2 separate regions of the Macaca mulatta genome follow, and region 1 is linked to region 2. Evidence: chromatin contacts called from public Hi-C data. All regions are on one chromosome and are shown on one strand. Each heading gives the region's core, a stretch centred on a gene start, on an enhancer-like site or on the middle of the called end of the contact. The rest is flanking DNA. Distances are from core to core; before and after follow the strand shown. Region 1 overlaps GCLC (glutamate-cysteine ligase catalytic subunit). Region 2 has its middle 44 kb from the start of KLHL31.

What was found. Hi-C and Micro-C count contacts between places; a contact is called where the count stands out from the background.
Region 1: a contact with region 2 is called in a Hi-C map of round spermatid, with 2.6 times the contacts expected there. The contact joins two enhancer-like sites. A contact is called at or near these places in 6 of 14 Hi-C or Micro-C datasets (CD4 T cells, blood, fetal cortex germinal zone and 3 more).

What each region holds. Positions count from the first base shown.
Region 1 is chr4:128,855,466-128,862,844 of T2T-MMU8v2.0, reverse strand. GCLC (glutamate-cysteine ligase catalytic subunit) reads right to left here. Exons shown (of 16, transcript NM_001261107.1): 9 at 6,976-7,114; 10 at 6,411-6,523; 11 at 5,305-5,397; 12 at 4,894-4,998; 13 at 1-31. Among named protein-coding and RNA genes, the nearest start is that of GCLC, 38 kb to the right of the region's middle. Within about 2 kb of position 4,219, at least 3 of the 40 cell types and tissues checked have an H3K27ac peak or open chromatin away from gene starts, as enhancers often do.
Region 2 is chr4:128,650,018-128,657,062 of T2T-MMU8v2.0, reverse strand. No RefSeq gene overlaps it. Among named protein-coding and RNA genes, the nearest start is that of KLHL31, 44 kb to the left of the region's middle. Within about 2 kb of position 5,357, at least 2 of the 40 cell types and tissues checked have an H3K27ac peak or open chromatin away from gene starts, as enhancers often do.

The DNA.
Region 1 (7,379 bases), core at 2,970-5,469, 210 kb before region 2:
GTTTCTGTGCTGCCTTCATGTTCTCATCAACCTAAGGGAGAAAAAGAATCACGACTAAGTCACAATATTCTTGATCGGACGTACAGGTTGCAGCGCCTTCCTCACTTCTGCAATGAGGACTCACTCCCTTAGGGATTCTACGTTCTGCTCAAATGCTTCCCAGTGGGAGGAACAGGCTTTTTATTTATGTGAGGACTGTGTCACTCAATCATGGATTGGTATGTGATTTTTTTTAACTAATCAGGGAATTTTAAGAGACACGTAAAACCCAAAACTTATATTCACGTGGAATGTCTGTATTTGAAAGCACCTCTGTGACTGAGGCTTGCAATAGACATACAGTGTTGGGAGAGCAGGTGGCTGGTTCCATTTACATAGCAGTGTCTCACCAGGAGTCCCAGGGTAATGAAGGCAGAAGGCAGGACTAGAACCCAGTTCTTCTTCTTCTGTTTTTTTGAGACGGAGTCTTGCTCTGTTGCCCAGGCTGGAGTGCAGTGGTGCGATCTCAGCTCACCCCAACCTCTGTCTCCTGGGTTCAAGTGATGCTTCGTGCCTCAGCCTCCCAAATAGCTGGGATTACAGGCCTGCGCCACCACACCTGGCTAATTTTTTTTGTATTTTTAGCAGAGATGGGGCTGGTCTCGAACTCCTGACCCTCAAGTGATCTGCACACTTCGGCCTCCCAAAGTGCTGGGATTACAGGTGTGAGCCACCGCGCCTGGCCTATAACCCAGTTCTTCTAAGTTGAATGCTCTTCCCCTGCTGCCTCGCCATTGGGGTTTTGCCTCCCCACTAGAGTGAGGAAAGGCAAAGACAGTTCATAGGTTGTCGTATCTGGAATAAGGTTACAGCCCTCCCAAGGGCAGAAGATCACTGCTTTTTGCCCACCTGGTGGCTCCAGACATGTAGACTCACTCATGAAACCGAAAACTGTTTCATTTGTGAATTCTCTACATCTCCAATGACTTTTTAAGACTCTCAAAGCAGAATTTAAAAAACTTTTTAGTAGTAATCCCTTATTTTCTATAATGAAATCTTATGTGGGACCTCAGTGTATACAATAGTGACCAGTTAGGCTGATGTGGGACAGATGGTACATAAACTCTCTTGATTACCAAATCTCCTCCCACATTCATTATGTGGGAAGTGCGATTGTTAACGGTTTCATTTTTGAAGAGACACACAGGACCTTCTGAACAATCTAGGTACTCTAGGAGCACACTCAAATAAATAGTATAAATTCCACCATGGCTGTGAACATCTGCTTTCATTACTAGTATTTGTTTCTTTTTTCCTTAGTCTTGTAAAAAGTTGATAATGACCACTTCTAATTTCTGCTTTTATGACTTCCTTTCAAAGTATATTTTATTTTGTTCTTTAGATTCTCAACTACTTAGATTCAAAATCTTTGTTTTACGACATAATTTTTCCTCACACACCAGCTCTGCCAGCAACCTACTGTCTTTCACTTTCCTATACAACCTGTAATTCTAGTTTTGGCGAATCTAAAATCTATACATTTTTAATTTCCAATGTTAAATTTCTCCAGAATCTCTCTTTAGTTTTAGTGGGAACGCATGCTCTATTGTGTCTACTTTTGAGAAGTGAAGATTTTCTTTATTTTTTGTAAACCTTACTCATGGCATCTGAAAAAAGATGTGGTATGAGATATGTAATACAGGCCATACAACCAAGCTTATTAACCATGCCATTTAACTCCCCCATGGCCCTTCCCATCCTTTGATTATATGACCTGTCAGTTACTAAGTAACAGGCAAGGTACTCTGCTAAGTGGTTTACCTCATTAATCTCACATGGGCTTACAACAGCCTACTTATCCCCCTCTGGGATACATGTGGGAAACTGAGGCACTGAGAATAAGTAACTTGTCCAGGTTAAAAGCCTCCTAAGTAGTACCAGGGATTTATGCATTTAGTTCTCACATCAAAGCCACATATTACCCATCACACTAAATGCTTTTCATGTTACATTTCATGGTACAAAAAGGACCACAGCTTTCACATCTTCTTGGAAGAATATATAAAACTACTTTCTCTATCCCATTTAATAATTTCTACCTCACATTTTGCCTGATATCGCTTTGCCATTCCTGCTATCATTCCAAAAGGTCACTATGCAGTTCTTCCCAGCATCTGTCCTTGTTCTAGGTATATCTTGTGCAAACTATGTTGTTGCTATTTTATATTATCTGTTTTAGCTGTTTAATAGGATAGAGTTTAGTCTATTCAAATTTGTTTTCATTTTATTTTCACCATTTTATGTTCTGTGGGCTATTGTTTCTTCACTCCCCTGGCCCCACACCCAATTTTGTGGCACTGAAACGTATTCCTGGTTCATTTTACCACCCTTTTAGCCAGCAAGTTTAGGAGAAATAAATCCTGTTTCTATACTATTAATAGTTTTCCTTACTTTTAAAGAGGTAGTTTTGAAATTATAACTCTCTAAGTGTCAAGCACTAATGAGTATCTGCCATTCATCTCCTTCCATATCCCCTTACTAGGTGCCATGGTTTGAATGTTTGTGTTCCCTCAAATTCATACGCTGATGCCTAATGCCCATTGTGACAGTATTAGAAGGTAGGGCGTTTGGGGGGCGATTGGGAGGACCTCCTTTGGGATGTCATGAAGGCTCTACCCTCATAAATGGGAGTAGTGCTCTCATAACAGAGACACCTGAAGAGCTTGTTAGCCCCTTCCACCATGTAAGAACACAGCAAGAAGGCACCATGTATGAACCAGAGGGCAGAAGCTCTCACCAGACACTGACACTGCCGGTGACTTGACCGTGGACTTCCCAGCCTCCAGAATTGTGAGCAATACATTCCCGTTGTTTATAAACCACCCAGTGTAAGGTATTTTTGTTACAGCAGCCCAAACAAACTAAGACACTAGATAAGACTTCTGGCATACTTTTAGCCCTAACTTGATCCATTCAGTTTTGTTAGAATCACCTGAAATTTAAAGAATAATTTGGATGAGAAGATAATTCTGTGGTTGTTAATTCTTTACCTCTCGAGATTCTGAAAACTTCTTTCCATCCAGCATTTAATGTTGCAAATGAGAAGTAGTATCAGTTGATTTTTTTCCCCCTTGGCAGGTCTCCTCATTTTTCCTCTTGTCCAGACAGTTAATTTTCTCTTTGAAATTAATAAATGCCTACATTTGAGTTAAGTATTTGTCTCATCCTTAAGGGAGACTTATTAAGGAAAAATTCTATTATTTCCTTGATTATTGTATTTTATATCTTTTCTATATAAACTATTCTCCTCTTCTAAATTATTACATAAACATTGAATTTTCTAGAGTTTTCCAGGCTTCAGGTTTTCCATAATTTCCATTTCTTCACCATCCTGCTGGGATTAATCTTAATTTGGTCTTCTAAGTCACTACCTTGGATATTCAACAACATCTGCTCTACTGGTGAGAATACTCACCATTAAATAAGCACCATCTATAATGCTTGTTTTATGGATGTGACTGAACCTCTATAGAACTTGTCTGAGGCCACTAATTAGAATTCCTTTAAGAACACTTTCCAAAGCTGAGCATGGTGGTTTGTGTCTGTAATTCCAGCTACCTGGAAGGCTTGGCAGCAGGAGGATCATTTCAGCCCAGGAGTTCGAGACCAGCCTCAGCAACATAGTGAGACCCTGTCTCTAAAAAAGGTTTAAAAATTAAAAATAATAATAATAATTCTTTCCAGTTTCTTATCTTTTTTTTTTCAAGAGATGGGATCTGGCAATGTTGTCAGGGCTGCACTGGAATTCCTGGATTCAAGCAATCCTCCTGCCTCAGCCTCCTGAGGAGCAGAGATTATAGGTGTGTGCTGGGCCCAGCTTACTTCCTTGAAGTAACTAAGTTTCACTGAACAGAGTATACCCTTGCAGGACCAGTTGGGCCCTTCTCTTTAAGGCTGTTAATTGTTCTCAATTTTCTGTTGCCTTCCGGGCATCTATTCTTATTTATAAGCAAAGGCTTAGACCGGTAGCTTACATGCAATCTCTCTTAGATGGATTTGGTCTCCCCAGTAGGTAGGCATGAGGGCAATGTGGGCCCACAGAGTTCTATGATCTTTGGTCTGGGTGTGAGGAGCAGGCATGGGCTGACAGCCTGACTTCCTTCAGGGGGTGTGGGGATGGGCACAGTCTGGCAAACCGCTCATGGAGGAAGGAGATGCCCCAGGGGCAGATGCTGGAGCTAAGCAGTTTCATTCCTGCTTCCATGTTTGCTGTGACAGGGCTGCCCTACTTCTCCATTCTCTGGCCCTAAAACCCTCAACCAGGAACTCCTGCGGCAGGGCCCTCTCTGTTTAGCAGTTTTTTCCAGCCACTCTCTGCCAAGAGGAACCCTGGCCCAGAAACTAAAGACCTTCACCTCCTCAGCTACTGCCCCACCACCCACAGCTCTGCTCCCTCATCACCTGGAGTTGTTCTGCTGGCAAACTGCTCCCAGAAAGCGTGGTTTTTGGTCTTTTGGGGGGCTGATGAACTCCAATTTGTTTTTCTGACAGTCCAACCCCATCCAGATTCTTCAGAAACATCTCAAGTTCAGTTCTACTGAGGATACTTTTCCCGGCATTCCAGCATTTACACTTTCCCTCCCCATCCTAATTTTAACATTGTAATCAACCTGGGATTTTGTGGTGGATGAAATCAATGTGTTGGACTACTTCTAGCCATCAATCATCTTGAATGGAAAGCGTCTAGAAATTAAGCTTAGGTTTAAAAGAAAATAAATAGGGCTGATGGAGAAACATTTTATTGCAAAGGGTAAACAATTCCAAATGAAATCAGGTTGTAAAAAAATAGCATATATAAATAAATATATCGACAGATAGATCTATACCCATCACCATAAAGAAACATATCCTTACCTTTGACAGTGGAATGAGAAAATCCAATTTGTACGAAAGGATCACTCTGGTGAGCAGTACCACGAACACCACATAGGCAGAGTTCTCAAAGTCTGTTAATTGCACCTAGACAAGCAGAAGCTCAGAGAAGTTACAAACCAACTACACAAACGTGCTCTTCCCTGACCCAGGCCCCTCCTTCGATCATGTCATTCCCAAGCCATCTCCTAATTCCCCATCTGGGTCTGGAAGCCCTTTGCCCACATCTGTTCTCAGAAATCAACCCTCTATAACTTGGACTGACTTGTTACCATACACATACTTAATTTTTATTTTATATTTAAGAGCCTTCTGACAGCAGCATCAGAAGGGTGATGAACAGCTGGCGAAAGAGTACTTTTGAGTCAGTTCTTGCTGATGCGTGTGTCTTACCTCCATGGGTCGAAATTCTACTCTCCATCCGATGTCTGAGTTTGGAGGAGGGGGCTTAAATCTCATTGTCTGCCAATTTGTGGACTGAATATTCTATGATACAAAAGTAGAGAAGAAAACCAACTTTTCATACATCTGGGAAAATATTAAGATGATCTGATATTTAATTAGGAAAGAAGACTGCTTACTGTCCATACCAAATTTCTTCAACTGACAAAGACAAAAAGGTATAATTTAAGATTTTCTTGGAGTGTGCTCTTTCAGGAAAACAAAACAGCAAGTGTTTACCAAAAGCTAGAGGCCCTATCCCTGCAAGCTTAATCCCACCCAGCTCCTACTCCCTACCTCCCACCTAGGGGGCAGCAGCTGAAGAGCCACGGGGCCCCCACCTTCATCCCTGAGAGTTTTAGGAGCCAGCCTGCCGTTCCAGGTGACACTGGACACTTTCATCTGAGAACCCTGTCACACAACAGTTGTTTCCTTTCTTCCTCCTCTCCTGGGAATGCTGCTGCTTCAATGACCCCAGAGCCTAAGAAGGGTAGCTGTTTCTCAAGACGCTGAGAGAGAGTTCTTTCTTGGCCCTAACCATCTTGGGATCTGATGGCAAGACTGGAAGGATTTATATCTTTTGTGAGTTTGGTGGGGGAAAGAAAGGGGATATAGGTGGTATTTCAAAAGGTATATATGTCAATGTCTACATATAACATGACACAGAAATAAGCCTATGAGAAGCCTATCTACAAAAAAAAAAAAAAAAAAAAAGGTGGTATGTCTGAAGCACTGAAATAACTGATCAGGTTATTTTTTGTGCAGTGTATGAATTTTTCACCACTAGGCAAATAAGAAAATACTGAACAACAACAAAACAATATAATCAGTGAGATAAACAGTAAGAATCGTAAAATAAGAGTACTTGAAACCAATTTTTCATTTGTTCAAGTTCTTTTCTGTACTGGGTAAATGAAAGTCTCACAAAATTTCTTTTGTATTCTTCACAGGTACAGAAAACTGCCTCCCCATGTTGGTTTGTGAAGTGAAATGCATATAAAACAGAGTCACTAAATAAATCACTAAATAAATAAATAAAAATAAAACTGAGGAGATACCTCAAAATGGTCAGACTCATTAGCATCATCCAGGTGTATTTTCTCTTCAAAAAGTGTCAGTGGGTCTCTAATAAAGAGATGAGCAACATGCTGGGCCAGGAGATGATCAATGCCTGCAAAGAGATCATATGGGAACTCACTGCAAAGCAGGAGATACCCCTTCCTCTTAGTCCAGAAAGATGACAGGATAGCTCAGGAAGTTTGAAGAAAGGGTGTCTAGAAGCTTGAAATAGCTGGTTTGATTAGTATCCTCACCTCGCCCAGTATTTTATCCTGCGGACACTGCAGAAATGTCAACGTTTTATTCACTACTTACACAATGCCTGCTGGGGCACTGGTGTGGACCTACACACAGACCTCCAAAGTAAGCTCCTTTTGCTAAAAGTCAAGAAGATCTCACAAGTATTTGGAACCTGAAACTTTAGGAACAAGCAGCCTCATAAGGAAAGTTAAAGACTTCACACTAAAAATAGAAACCAGACCAGGAGTCAGCAAAAAAGTGTATAAGAGCTTTGAAGAACTAAAGGCGTACAATTAAACCCAGAAAGATGCAGTGGGAACCCACCTTCCTGCAACAGCTGTTCGTAGATCTCTTTATCTATCGTCAAGTCGATGTCATTATATTTCTCACCACACTTAGATAAATAGCTGTCTATTGAGTCATATCGGGATTTACTGATCCTATAGTTATTGTTCTTCAATGGCTAAAGATTAAAAATATATATAAATGAATATGCTATATAAAATGAGTTGAAAATAATATATTTTTATGTATGATAATTATATAAAAACCTCAACATAAGATACAGAAAAAAAGTTAGAGAGCCCTGAAAAGTATTATTAAGGAAAATTATATTTTTTAAAATCTGAAGGTAATTTAAATACCCTTTTTTTCTGGTATGATTTAAATATACTTCTTTCTTTTACAAGCAGATCACTTTCATTCTTATTAAGCTAGGGAAAATAAAT
Region 2 (7,045 bases), core at 4,108-6,607:
CGGAGTGCAGTAATTATAGCTTACTGCAGCCTTGAACTCCTGGGTTCAACTGAGCCTCCCACCTCAGCCTCCCAAATAGCTGAGATTGCATGTGTAAGCCACTGTGCCTGACCCTCACTATATTTGTTGATGGTCAGCACCTGTTTTTTTCCTCCTTACCTATCCTAGGACCTAATCTGTCATTTTATAGGAACAGCCTCCAACACTCCGGATCCTCTACCACCATGACCTAAAGATTGGTTGCTGAAATGGAGTGGATGCCATGAGAATTAAACTGTATTTCTATGTTGTCAAACAAGACATCAACATTTCTGCAACGATGCTGAAGCTAATATTGGTTGACAGCAACAGCTTTGGAGTCAGATGGCCTTGGGTTCAAATCCTAACTCTGGTATTTGACAGTAACATAGCTTTAGACGACTTAGTCTCTCTCTGCCTCAATTTGCTCCTTTATCAAATTGGGCTCTACTATCTACTGTGCTGAACATCTTGCATGTGCTCTGCCAGATGTTGCCTTATACTTCACCCTGTTCTGTGCTCCTCAAGGCATCAAAAGGCTTCCTTGTCTTCTGGCTTCCATATGGGGTCATACCCAGAGATTAGCTTACATAATGGTTCAGATTTTTTTTTGTTTGTTTTTTGTTTTTTTTTGTTTTTTGAGGCAGGAACTCACTATGTTGCCCAGACTGGCCTCAAACCCCCGGGCTCAAGCAATCCTCCCACCTCAGTCTCCCAAGTAGCTGGGATTCGAGACATGCACAACCATGCCTGGCTTGCTTCAGACTTCTTCAAACAAAGCTCTAATGTCACTACTGTGCACAAAGACACCCGTGGAATAATGTCCAAACATATAGCCTGTAATTGAACAGAATCTGACTCCTAATCTAACAGGAGTCTCACTTTTATCTCTTCTTGTTCCTCCTAATGTACCCTCATGCTGAGGAAACCAGATTACTCATTCACTATTTCCTGCCAATATTTGTGCAATTTCCTACCTTCATGCTTCTGATTCTGCCATTCCCTACCAGGTCCTGACTATACATAATGAAATTCTACCCATTGCTCAAGGCCTAGCTCCAATGCCTTGAAAATATCCTCCCTGGCTCCCAGATTTAGGAATTGGTCTCTTGCAAGAATTCCTATACCACTGCGTGTGTATCTTTCTTTCTGCACTTCATCACTTCTTGCTTATATTATAATTATATGTTTCATCTTCCATGTGTTTTGTAAGGTCTGTGGAGGATGTCAGTGTTTTATTCATCCTGTGCCCCCCACCATACCTGCCCACAGAAGCTGCTCAGTAAACACTTCCTGCATGACCCATGTGGATTCTGTTGGTGGGTGAAGATCATCAAGTAGTTGAAAGAATGATGCAAGCTGGCATTATGAATTTACGTACCGCACTTTTTCACAAGCACTTCTTTGGGGGATGGGGGGTTGTTCTTCAGCTTTATGACTACATGTTGCATTTCTGTACTGTACTGCTCAGGTCAGGTAGGGAGGAGAATCAGTAAATTCATCTTTAATCTCTCTTCTGGATCATTGCTACTTATAGTTCATGACAAAACATTGTCTAAAAAGGCTCACTAGGGGTAACCCTGCATGAATGTTGATATTCCAGAACAGATGGCAGGCTCTGGGGGAGGGGAAAGTGTGAAGGGAAAGTGTAAAGGGAAATTTTCACTCTCCGCCTGCCAAGCAGAATAAATAGAACACATTCTCTACACGGATGTCTTTTAATTCTGTCTTAACATTAGAATGCACCATGATGAATTAACAATTAGGATTGACTCAGCCAAGCTGTATTGAACTTGCACTGTGTCCCAGCACTGCCATGTGTTTGGGGAGGCACCAAGGACTTAAGGCAGGTTCTCCGGTCCTAATTTATTTCTCAAGTTTATGTAGGAAGCAAGATCTAAACACTACCATCAAAATGAGGAGACATATAGATGGCTGCATATCTTCAAGAGTCGAAAGTATTTGAATAAATTTGAAGTCACATTATTGTGAGCCAAATCCTCCATGCCTGAGTTACTCTCTGGTAAGAAGAAATATGATTCATTTCATGGAGCTGTGGCTAAAAATTTGCTTACCATGGGCTTGGAAGTGGGGCCAAATGTTGGATCTCTTCTGAAGCAAGCTTTGGTGACTACCTGCTTTTCTAACTCCAGATCGGCCTTTACCTCTATCCCTCACCTTGTAAACTCAAACTAGCACTGCTGGTTGTGGCCATTTGGGGGAAGTGCCCAGAAGAGTCGTGGATCTTGTGGACAGACTTCAGAGGCACAGGAGGCCTGCCGTGGCTGCTGCTGGCAGGACAGAGGTGCAGGTTGGGTTACCACACACCCAGCAAGGGGAGTACATGTCCTCCTTTCCCCTGAGCTTCCTTTTAACTGGTGTTTAAAATTAGATCACATAGCCTAGGACTAGGAAATTATGAAATGACATTTCCCATTTTTTTAATGTCACTTAATCTACTGGTAACCAATTCTTGCTGTCCTTGTTTGTTTTCCCAGCAACCTACATCATTGGGTGGTTGAGAGGATGTGATGAAGTAGGTGAAAGTGCTTAGCAGAGTGAGAGCACATAGCATGCAAAAATATTAAGTATTACACATAACATGTATCACTTGTTCTGTACCTCAGCCTATCAACTTCCTAAGAGTGGGATCCATATTTGAATCCCTTTTAGTTAAAACCTAACACAAGCATAAACAAATTCTTCACTTCTATTAAGTCTTTAATATTCTCATATAATATGTCATTAAAAAGTAAGTTTTAATATTAACTGTTGTAAATTATTCTTCTTCCTTTTTTATACCCACAAGTTTATTGTAGCTATTTCTAAGTCTGGCACCAGTTGGTTGAGAGGGGAACCTCCATCTCTCTAACAGCAGGACTCACCAGCTTAGGGATGCATTCAGAGTGGCTCAGGGACGGCCTTGGTGTCCCCTCACATGTGGGGACTTTTTGTCATGCATGAACGAACATCAGCTCTTGCAGCTGCTCTAGGGGCCCTGTCCAAAGGAAAGCCATTTTAAAAATAGAATTGAAGGGAACAAATGGTTTGCCTGATAGACTATTTTGAGGTGCAGGAGATTGGAGGATTCAAAAATGAAAGTATGTTATCAAGTAGGATAGAAACATAAAATTTGGAGAAGCTTTGGGGTGTGGTGTTTACCAAAAGGCCATGGCAATTGTATGAATTTACTTTAATCTCTAAAGGTGACACCCAGCCATGAATTGGGTATATGTAAACCCGTCATAATAAGCCTTAGAAGCAAAGGTGAGAAATACCAGTAGCGTGTTCTCAACACTAGATTACACATATAGCAAAGTCCTCAGTACCTTAGAGACACAATTTTAAGTTTTCAGAAGAAACCACAGGCCTTTAAAACGGTGTCAGGAGTCTTCCATTTTTCCAACTCTTCTGGGGACATTTACCTCCCAGGGACTCTTGGTATTACCATGGTAAAAACTGAGCATCAGCCCAGTGCATAATGCCAGCCTGGACTTGATCCATGAGCTCACAGCCTAAAGTCTTACTTAGGAGTTCATATCTTTTCTGTGGGCTTTCAATCTTCCTTCTCTCAGTAAATTGGAGATAACCTAAATGAGCAGTAAGTAAGTCAAACAGCAGAATCAAATACGTACTATTTGAGTGGACTGACATTACATGTGGAAGCCCCTAGCACCATGTCAAGAATCAGTTAATTTTGTTTAGTGTATGTTCTTACATAGGATATTTAATAATTATGGACGTAATTATATTGTATATAGTTTTACCTTTTGCTTTTTCACTTATTTTACAAGTATTTTCTCCCATATTACATCCATTACATCTTTTAAAATGCTTTGTCACAAAATCTGCTTAATTTTAAAAAGTAAATAACATAGAAGTATGTAAAGTCACTGAGTAGTGGCTTGCCTGTAATCCCAGCTACTCAAGAGGCTGAGGCAGGAGGATCCGTTGAGCTTCTCTGTTTCTCTTCTTTGGGGCACTCTCTGACTGTCTCTCCCACACTCTCCACCTGTGGGGTTGACTAGATGCTCTGAGGAACTCAGAGGACTGTGCTTGCAGAGTCTCTAGAGTCCCTGGGACCAGGCCCCAGTTCCAGGAGGGAGGCTTGGAAAGTAGATCATCCTTGTTGTCCAGCACAGTATTTCCTTTGTGGAATTGCATGAGATTGAGCAGCCAATATGAGGCTGACACACTTACTTTGATTGACTCAAATTGTTTACAGAGATAGGCCCATGGCAAAAAACATTTGCTGCTCTTCCACCCATCCCAGGGGCTGCTCAAAAGAAAACAAGTGAGAGGAAGCAGAAAGGAATGAGAAAGCTGGGAAATGAAGGTGGCAAGTTGATGTAGGCCCTAAGGGAAACCAAGAAATCCAGCTGAGAAGGATTTTGGAGAATGTCTAATAATAATAATACAATAAATGATAGCTGATACTTACACAATGTCCTTAATATGGCCAGGCACCTAAGAACTGTACATCACTAACCTGTTCAATCCTCACAATCCTAGATAAGAACAGTGACAACCTCAGTTTACAAAAGAAAGAGAGAGAAAGTGGGGAGTGAGGAAAGGTGGGAGAGAAAAATGAAGAAAAAAATGAAGAAAGGAAGGAAGGAGGAAGGGAGAGAAGAAGGGAGAGGAGAACTGAGGCCCAAGGAATTATATAATTTGACACAAGATCACAGAGTGGCAAGGGAGTGGTAAAGCTTGGTCCATGGAGTTAACTCCAGAATCTATGGTCCATATACTAGGCTAGATGTATCTAATGTGGATTTTTAAGATATTGACTGGGTGGTATGTAATGTGATCACTTCATATTGTCTTAGCTTTCCAGTGAATGCTACTATAACTCATGAATGATTTCTTAAAATTTTGCTTCGCTTAGAAACTAGTAGAGAAGCTGCTTATTCTTTAGATCTGTAAGTGAGGGAGCAGGAATGCCTGGGTAGCAATGAACATATGACAATAAGACTTTTAGGAGTCCAAAGAAACCCATGAGAAGGTGTATATATTCATCAGGATACCAAGAGGGAAAGTTGACATCCTCAGAGGGTTTAACCAAGAAGTGTAATGAAGAAGATGGGGGTAGGGTGAGGCATTAAGGGAAACAGTGAGGGAAGGTGAAGCATCCAGGAAATAGCAATAGAGAGAAGCCTTTACACTCCTAGTCCTTGAGGAGTCAGGGGCAATAACTGTGTTACCCAAGTCCATAGAGAGCTTGGACTCTCGGAAGGGAGGCTGCCTGCCAAGAGCCATGACTGCAGAATGTGCTGCTGCTGGAGCCATGGCAAGGCAGTGAGGAAGTACAGGAAATAAATATCTCTTCCTACTTCCCTGTCCAGCATCTGATATCCTGCAGGTGCTTCCATTGGCCAAAACCAACCCAGAAGCCAGAGGGCAAAGGAGCTCAGCTGATGCAACCTGCAAAGTCATCCTCTGGGTGCACAGAGCATGGCAGGGAAGGATGGAGAAGGAAAATCAAATGAAAAGCAACCGGCCCCAAAATTGGGACATCCATAAGCTCTGAAAGTGGAGGTTCCAGAAAATTTCCCTATGTTTGCAAGTGGGGAGATCTCAGTTGATACCTGAGTTACATTTCTCTTGTGATATTTCTACAATAAAAAAGTGCGTGTGTGTGTGTGTGTGTGCGTGTGTGCGTGTGTGTGTGATTTATTTGTGCATTGGTAAGACAGTAGTTTGGATTCCAGTTTAAGTGTTATTTAGGTAGGGCCTCAGGTGTTCCTAGATTTCACCAAAAGTCCAGATGTATCCTAGGGAGACAGGCAGAACACTTGAAGGGATGTACATGGTCCCTCCAGAAACCTGTGCTTCTCCTCAGGCCTCCCCATGACTGAGAACACTTCTTGTGGCTGCCCTAGTCAGTGTGCTGACCCCAGGGAGTGACTGGGGCTATTAAGCTTCCCGAGGCCATGGTCAGGCACCACTCGCCTCTCTGGTGTCTGTCTCAGTGTCTCTGGACCAGGCCCACTGTCAAAGCGGCTCATCCCACCCCAATGCCAATAATACTGATGAGCATGGGATCCACAGACTTTTTCTAAGTACAGCCAAAGTGTTCTCCAGAATGCTGTGCAGCTCTTATCAGGAAGACAACTTTATAATTCATTTTTATTTAAATTATATAATGTGGTTTATCATCTTGACATGCCATGCAAGTAACACATGATTCTCATCTGACTGGTTGTTTTAGGTGAAATCTTCGCTGAAAATAGTGTTCTTATATTTCATTAATCTTAAAAAAAAGAGAGAGAGAGAGATTTGGAGTTGGAGGGAATGTTTGTTTTCAAAATAAATTCCTCCTACACAGGCTCTCATTTATGATCCAGAAAGTCCAACAAGATTTAATTGTTTGGACTTCAAGTAATATGATACAAAAACCACAATTTCCACCTCCTGGAGTAGTGTCAATATTATCCTGATCACAATAAAATGTGACTGCCATATCATGGTTTTCTATCTACTCTGAAAACCTGAAAACTGGAATCAGGGAAATAGTTAACTGTTTTTAGGAAGCAAACTATTGTTAAAGCCATAGCAACTCATTAGCAAGAATTTACTTTACCAGAAAAGGTCAAGTGTGTGTTGACTGTCCTGTCGCTGGAGGCAGAGATGATTATTTTTTCCTTGAGAACAGTGACGTGAATGAGGGTGAAGTGCTGATGTGACCTGAGTGCGGCAGGCTCAATCCAGACTCCAGTGGCCGTCTTGGAGTCTCCTGGCTTTGCTGAGGCCTCCTTGTACCTTCTGCTATTACTTACATTAATTAATTAATGCAAGTGAGTGTTCCATTTGATTCTGATCTTAGCTTCTGCTCGATATGGGGGCAATCCATAATGTAGCCAATACCATGTCCCATGATTCCTGCTGCAATATGATGCTATGCTGCAATCTATGAAATTGTCTTTGAAACACCTGATGTGTCATTTCAGTCTTGCCTTTTCTCAGAGAAGGGATATTGGCGCTTTATGCTGGGGAGTTCTTGCCTTCAAAACAAATTCCTTTGTTT